Linked DNA regions of Mus musculus: region 1 is linked to region 2. A link is a contact called in public HiChIP or PLAC-seq data. All regions are on one chromosome and are shown on one strand. Each heading gives the region's core, a stretch centred on a gene start, on an enhancer-like site or on the middle of the called end of the contact. The rest is flanking DNA. Distances are from core to core; before and after follow the strand shown.

Region 1 (3,528 bases), core at 782-3,281, 230 kb after region 2:
ACAAGGATACATGGGAGCTCCCTGGGCTCCCCACAGCAAACCATGGATGGGACTGTCCCACAGAAGACGTTCATTCAATTCTCAAAAAGGAGTGTGCGTCAGGGACTACTGGCATCATTTGTTAAAGTGAGGTCACTAAGGTACAGGCATCATACATACATCAAGTATGAACCCCCACTGACATAGTACCCATAGGTTGCCTCTGGAGCCTGGTGCTGCACAGCCAGCCAACACAGAAGCATCCAAATATCTGGCCATTAGAAGCACTGGGGTCCCTAGTTTGCCAGCACACCACACCTACTCAGAGTTAGACAAGGCCAAAAGTGAGGATCCTCTTTCCCAGCCTGGACTGGTTGAGTCTCTGGTATTACAAGGCATGGCCTCAGGCCTCCCCTTTCTTTGTAACCTTACTGCTCTCCCTAATCTCAGAGCCAGCAGAGAATCCCAGGGAAGAGGTGGCTGCCATCAGCCATCCAGCCAGCACAGCAGTGAGGACTCCACATAGAGTCTCCAAGGGCACAAGTCTAGAAGGGACAGGCCACTTGCCATCAAACAGCTGTGATACGAAAAAGTCACCTTTGTGAGATCATTCTCATCTACAAAACATGTGAAGATAACACATCTGATCTTTCAGACCTCTTGCATCGGTGTGTGTGTGCGTGTGTGTGTGTGTTTGTTGGAATATGTGTGGTTTTATGTGTCTGGTGCATTTATGTGCACTTTGTCTTGAGCCCAGAAGCTGACATTGGTGTCTTTCATTATTGGCCCTCTCTCTCTGAACTTGGGAGTCACCTAGGTAGCCATCTTGCCTCAGGGCTCTTTGGTCCCTGCCTGCAGAGCACTGGAATTGCAGGCTAGTCACAGTACCCAACAGGCTTTAAGCGAGTTCTGGAGTCCTGGGGAGCCGGATTCCAATCCACACACTTGCCCCTCAAGCACTTTATCCACTGAGTAGTCTCCACACTACTCTAGGATATGAGACATTTACTGTCACTCCTAAAAACAGTTCAAGAAATCCTGAACAAGGTACAAAGTGACAGGAGTCAACAGTCAGGCCTTGGCCAAGTCCACGCTCATCTCCGGCCTTGCCCTGCCCTTCAGTCCTTGGCTTCAGAAAGGCTCTCATTTCTCCTGCTTTTGCACTGTGAGTGTGTGTGTGTGTGTGTGTGTGTGTGTGTGTGTGTGTGTATGTTGTATATGGATGTGCGTGTATGTGTTTTGTGTTATATGTATGTGTATATGTATGTGTATATATGTTTTGTATGTGTTGTGTGTATATGATGTGTTGTGAGTGTATGAATATCTATGTGTGTATGTATGTGTGTATATTTGTGTGTGTGTGTGTGGTGTGTGTGTGTGGTGTGTGTAGGTATGTATATGTATGTGTTCATATGTGTATGAGAGCATGCAGATTTGTGGTTCTGTGGAGGAAAAGGTATCATTCCTTTAGTGCCAGAGCCCTTGTTCTATGAGACAGGGTTTCTTTATTGACCTGGAGCTGTTGAGTTAGGCTAGTCTGGCTGGCCGTGGGGTCCATGGATCCCCTGGCCTCATCCCCAGAGCTGAACTACAAGTGCACACCAGTATGCCCAGCTTTCTTCTTTTTTCTTTTTATGTGGGTTCTGGGGATCGAACTTGGATTCTTGTGTTTGCATGGCAAACACTTCACCATCTGAGCCGTCTCTCCAGCCTCCTTTGCATTTTTCACGATATAATTTGGGTGCCCAGAAGCCTTCCTTTAGGAGAAACATTTGTGCCGGATGATATCAGCCTAATTAAGGGCTCCGTTTTGGGGGCCTGGTTGCTTCCCCCAGCTCCTAACTCCTGCCAATCCTTACTGGCTCCAGGGCAGGCCAGCTACCTGCTCATGCGGGTTCTGGAACCCTGGGCACCAGTGTGCCCTGCCCCCGCCATGATTGATATCTTGATTAGGAGCCAGGAGCTGGCGGGCCAGGTGTTACCTCGGCCTGGGCTGGAGGCAGCAAGCTCTACTAGGCCGGCCCTGAAAGGCACAAGCGTGTTCTGCCGTAGCAATGAGCCTTTGTTTGCCTTGGCAGCGCTGTGGCCTCCCTGGGGCCGGCCCCATAAAGGGTTTCTGTTCGGGCTGGAGGACTCATTGTCGAAAAATTGTCCCTCAAAAAATTAGCATGGTACAGTGGAGAAAGCAGAACGCCCGGCAAATGACAGCTGCTGGCCCCAGACAGGGCCAGAGAGAGGAGTTTTACAAGGTGCCACCTCAGAAAGGCACCTGTCAATCCAAGCCTGCAGTGGCCAGAGGGGTGGCAGGGCAAGGGCAGGTAAGGAAAGAAAAGGTGAGGAGCACAAAGTCGGGATCCTGAACCCTTCATGTGGGGCATCTCTTATTCCTGAGGGTGTCAGGGGGGCTTTGAGTCGGCTCCCTCTGTGAGCTGCAGTTAGTGCTGGCTTGAAGAAAGGGGAATTGGGTAGCAGTGATGTAAGAGATGGGGGAGAGGAAGGAGAGGGTGTAGAGGAGAAAGAGGGAGGGAGAGGAGGAGGGAAAAGGAGAGAGAGAGAGAGAGAGAGAGAGAGAGAGAGAGAGAGAGAGAGAGAGAGAGAGAGAATCCTAAAGGTTATGTGGTTAATTGAACATCAACAGCCACAGATACAATTATGCCCTTTTGTGTCTTTCTCCCAGTGTGTTGATGGATAAGTAACTAGATTAAAGGAGCCGGGAGCCTGGGTTGGAAGGGCCAGGCAGTAGGGGGGAGATCCCTTCTGAATGGTGACCCAGGGCTCCCGCAGACCCCAGCAAGGAGGGAAAACAGTCAATTAGAGAGGAGAGAAAAGATGGAGGGAGCTGGGTTTAGCATTTGCATAAAGGCTGGGGCCCTGAGGCTGCCACCCTTCATGAGCAGTGAGCATTGAGAGCAAGGATTCTCAGGGCGAGAGGCTGGAGTGTTATATTAGGGTGTAACACATGGCAATTGTTGAGCATCTCAACACGGAGCCTGTGTGTACCCAGTATATATAAGGCAGGGATGAGGGTGCCTGGGCCAATATATAGGATGTGTGTGCACAGGAGCCTGCCTGTGCATTGACGTGACCTTCTTATCAGCAAGGTCGTTTCCTGTGAGTTGCACCTGTGTGCCATGCACAGGCCTAGCTCCCTTGTTGAGATGCACATGTAGATTTGTGTTGATGTAGACCTGAGCAGTAACTGGGCTGGCACCACACCCCTAGCAACAAAGGTTAGCTCATCAAGATTGCCTGGGGCTTTCAAGAGCCTGAATCTAGAAGTAGCCCCCAGGCTCATTGGGCTTCTGAGTTGTCTCCCAAAATCTTTCTGTGTCGCCCTAGCCTGCTCTTTCTGTGGACCCCCCACCCCAGAAAAGCCCCAGCTCGGCTTCTTTTTTCTCGTAAAGTTTTTGTTGTTGTTGTATGTTTGCTGTTTGTTTTTTAACTGGATCTCATGTAGCCCAGGCTAGCCTAAACTCATTATGTAGATGAATATGCTCTTGAATTTCATGTGTGTGGAGGGCAGGGTATATTTCATGGGTGGTATATGTG
Region 2 (3,569 bases), core at 572-3,071:
GTGGCCATGACAGGTCTCGTCTGCACTCAGTAACATCTGAGGAGCTGGAAGTGGGCACATGCTGCAACCCAGAGCCAGCCATCAGGCCTTTCCTAGGCCAAGTGAGGGGGCATAGTCGCCCTGGGGTCTGCACAGCTAGTATGTGGGCCTGGATTCTGTAGCCAGATAATAGCAAGCTTCTGATGTATGAATGCATGGTGCATGTCGTGGCTGTGGGCTCATCTGATAGAGTTCATTTTTTGTTTTTGTTTTTGTTTTTGTGCGCGCGCGCACACACACACACACCTCCAAAAAGCTGGTCATGCTGTAGCTGGCGTGGCAACTACTCCGGGTTAAAAACAGGAGGATATCAGCTTGAGGTCAGCTTTGGCTACCCAGAGAACTCCCCTTTCAGAAATAAAGCTTAGGTCTGTGCAGGAGGTTGAAGCAAGCAGGCCGGGTTCTGGGGGCCTGAGGGCTCTGCCAGGCCTGTGGCTGTGGACCCAGCTCACTGCTGATGGAGTCAAAGGGCATTGTGGATGAGTGTGTCCCCTCTGAGGAGGGACTGTGGATTCCTACAGAGGTGGCTGGAGCAGGACTGGGGCTCTGCTAAAACCATCTCAGGCTATTCAGTTTGGGATTAGAGAGGAGAGCAACAGGCAGCCAGTCCCAGGTGCCCCTGACCCTGCAATGTCATTGCTCAGACAGGAAGTGGGCAGAGTGACACCCTCAGCTCAGCAGTTCGGCTGGACGGACTTGAGGCTGCCTAGACTTCAGACCATAGCCCAGGGCAGCTAGGGTGTGTGCAGAGGAAAGAGAAACGGCAGCTTCCTGTCCTCACACCAGTATCCAAACTCAGGACAGAGTCCAAGGACTCCACTCAAGACAGCATCGGGCTCTTTTCCTGTCTCTTAAACATGATACTTAAGCTATAGGCAGCCAGTGTACAGACGTCATGGTGGGCTCAGGGATTCTGGGATGTCACTTCCACTCTCTCTGTCCTTCCTCCCCCTTCTCCCCTCACACCTTTCCTTGCCCTCCTCTCTCTTCTCTCACCCTCTCTCCTTCCTTCCAATCTTTCATTTCCTCCCTCCTTCCTTTCCCAACATATAGGAACCCTCCCTCAGTGCCTGGCCTTGCCTGGGGTGTGGACAGAATGATGGGAGACAAGCAAGTGGGTATGCATGGGGCGTGTGTGTGTGTGTGTGTGTGTGTGTGTGTGTGCGCGCGTGCGCGCGCGCTAAGGCAAAGCAAGTCTGGGCTGGAGCATGAAGCTTAAGTCAGGGAACGTTGGGAAGGGCAGGCAGGAGGGCCGGGCCCCAGCTGGGGAGGCCATGCTGGTAAGCTTCCCTCTGAGGTTCAAGTTTAAGGTCCTCTTTGAGGCAGATGAGGATTGATATGGAGGAAGCAGAGCTCTGAGTTCCTGTCCGGTTCTCTACCTCTGTTCCCTATGGTCCTGGGTAGTGATCTTCCCAGGTATAAAATGGGACCAAAGACACCCACGTGTGAGCAGGGGCTGGGGAACTGAGGTGGAGCCACCTGCCTATAGATGCCAGGCTGCAGTTGGTGAAATGCCCCTCACCTCCTTGGTTCCAGTAAGGGCAGGGAGAGGAACCCAGGGTCTGCTCTTGAGCCCAAAGAGCAGGCTCTCCAGCTCCCCAGGTTGGTCCCCAGGCAGCCTGGCTCAGAGCCTCACTTTCTCAGGAAGGCCAAGTTACCGAAACAGATAAATCAATCTGTCAAGATCAGCCTTGGAGAAAGACTCTCTCAGCTACCTCAGCCAAGAAGCTCAAAGGGGAATTGTTCCCGGAGCCCGAGGAGGAAACAACAGATAGTTCTTCGCAGCTCTTCGCCTGCGGCCTTGCTGCCCAGCCCCCCTCCTCCCTTCCCTGGGCTGTAGAGAACACCTGTGCACCGGGGATCAGCCAGGGACAGCACCGCCTCTCCTTCTGGCTCCCAGGGCAGTGCCCAGCCCAGAGCCACCGTTGTGAGAGAAGGGCAGAGCCACTGTTTGGCTCCTGTCCTGGTTTTGCCTGGAGACCTTCTCTGGCCCCCGTGTGTTTGGTGGCCCTTGGCATTAGGAGGGTCACACGGCTGGAGGTGGGGCTGGCAAGCAAACGCCCATCTGGACAGACTCCTGTTCCGAGCTTGAGGTTTGGAAGGGATGGGGACCAGAGAGGCTGAAGACAAGCCGAGACTAGGGAGTAAGGAGCCCAAGGGGTCAATCAGTCCTCCAGTGCTCCCTAAAGAAAAAGGTTGAGGATGGCTTGTTTCTGAGGGCAGGGGGGACTCCAATCTGGAATCACAGCCAGCTCTGCCACTTGGCAGCTGGTGACATTGGGGCAAGTCATTTGTCTTCTCTGATAATCCCTTTCTTCACCTGGAGGCTTGGTGTTTGATGGGGTCTTCTGGTGAAAACAGAAGGTCTTGACCTGGGGGTCTCATGCTGGGAGCACTGACTGCAACAAGCAGCCATGTTGTTTCCTTGTCACGGAACGGGAAGATTCTACACAGTCACTTGACATCCATTTTCTCAATCTTGGAGGGGGGTATCATAGGGCAACTGAGGCTCCCAGTTTGCTATTTGGGTCTAAAGCTGTGTTACAGGAGTTTAGGGGGCCCCAAAGCTAGTGTGGATATATGTGTGTTCCCACGCATGTGCACATGCTTGTATAATGTATTCACATGTATGTGGGGGTGTATGTGTTCTTGTCTGTGCTGGAGCTGGAGGCGAACACCAGGTTCCTTTGCTATCACACTCTGTCTTATTCTCTTAGGATAAGGTCTCCTACTGAACTTGGAGCTAGGTTGGTAGCCAGCAAACTCCAAAGGTCTTCTAGTCTCTGCATCTTCCAAGTGCTTGGGTAACAGGTACACGGGGCCATGCCCAGCCTTTTACATTGGTTGAGGGAGCACAACTCAGGCAAGGAAGCCTGCCTACTGAGCTATCTCCTGAGCCTGCTATTCCTCAGTCTGCTCCACGTTGCAAACACAAAATGGGGAGGTCCAGTCAGAGGAGACAGGTAGGTGGGACCTGAGCCCAGACCCCAGCACATGTCTCTCTTGCCCTTGTGATGCTAGAGTGGCTGGCTGATCACAGCTTTAAGAAAAGAGACTATGGCCAGAAGCAGAGGAGGGGAGGGGGGAACATCAGAAAGAAGTATTCCCAGAACTGATAGGCAGGGGGAAGGAGCTCAGGGCACACCTGGGTCTGCGAGGTGCGGGACTGACTACCCAGCAGGTTGCCATGCTCCCAGAGGCTCCAGGAAAAGGGTTCCTGGGAGAAGAAAGACATTCAGTGAAAACTGGAAAAAGTGCCCTGGAGAGGCCGAGTGGTACTGTGGACTGTAGAATACTTGAGTCAGAGGGTCCAAGGGTCCTCACAGAGCCTGCAGAAGAGGCAGTCAGGGACATGGATCGGCCATCTAGAAACACACACAAGTGCATGCCCTCCTGCATACACACATTCACACATGTGCATACACACTCAAGTGTACACACACATATGCACATAATGCATGCTCACACATGCACACACACATGCACACACACACATGTGCACACACACTCGCACGCATGCACAAAGCTAC

What was found. HiChIP or PLAC-seq counts read pairs in DNA pulled down with a chosen protein or histone mark.
Region 1: a contact with region 2 is called in an H3K27ac HiChIP or PLAC-seq map of stem cell-derived neural progenitor cells, with 5 times the contacts expected there. The contact joins two enhancer-like sites. A contact is called at or near these places in 5 of 484 Hi-C or Micro-C datasets (embryonic fibroblasts, embryonic stem cells, liver and 2 more) and 3 of 115 datasets of contacts at active chromatin or transcription factors (astrocytes, embryonic forebrain and stem cell-derived neural progenitor cells).

Annotation. Positions count from the first base shown.
Region 1 is chr1:119,327,085-119,330,612 of GRCm38.p6, forward strand. No RefSeq gene overlaps it. Among named protein-coding and RNA genes, the nearest start is that of Gm33388, 23 kb to the left of the region's middle. Within about 2 kb of position 2,032, at least 89 of the 459 cell types and tissues checked have an H3K27ac peak or open chromatin away from gene starts, as enhancers often do. A contact at or near this core is called in stem cell-derived neural progenitor cells, where this site is marked.
Region 2 is chr1:119,096,365-119,099,933 of GRCm38.p6, forward strand. No RefSeq gene overlaps it. Among named protein-coding and RNA genes, the nearest start is that of Gm41934, 29 kb to the right of the region's middle. Within about 2 kb of position 1,822, at least 12 of the 459 cell types and tissues checked have an H3K27ac peak or open chromatin away from gene starts, as enhancers often do. A contact at or near this core is called in stem cell-derived neural progenitor cells, where this site is marked.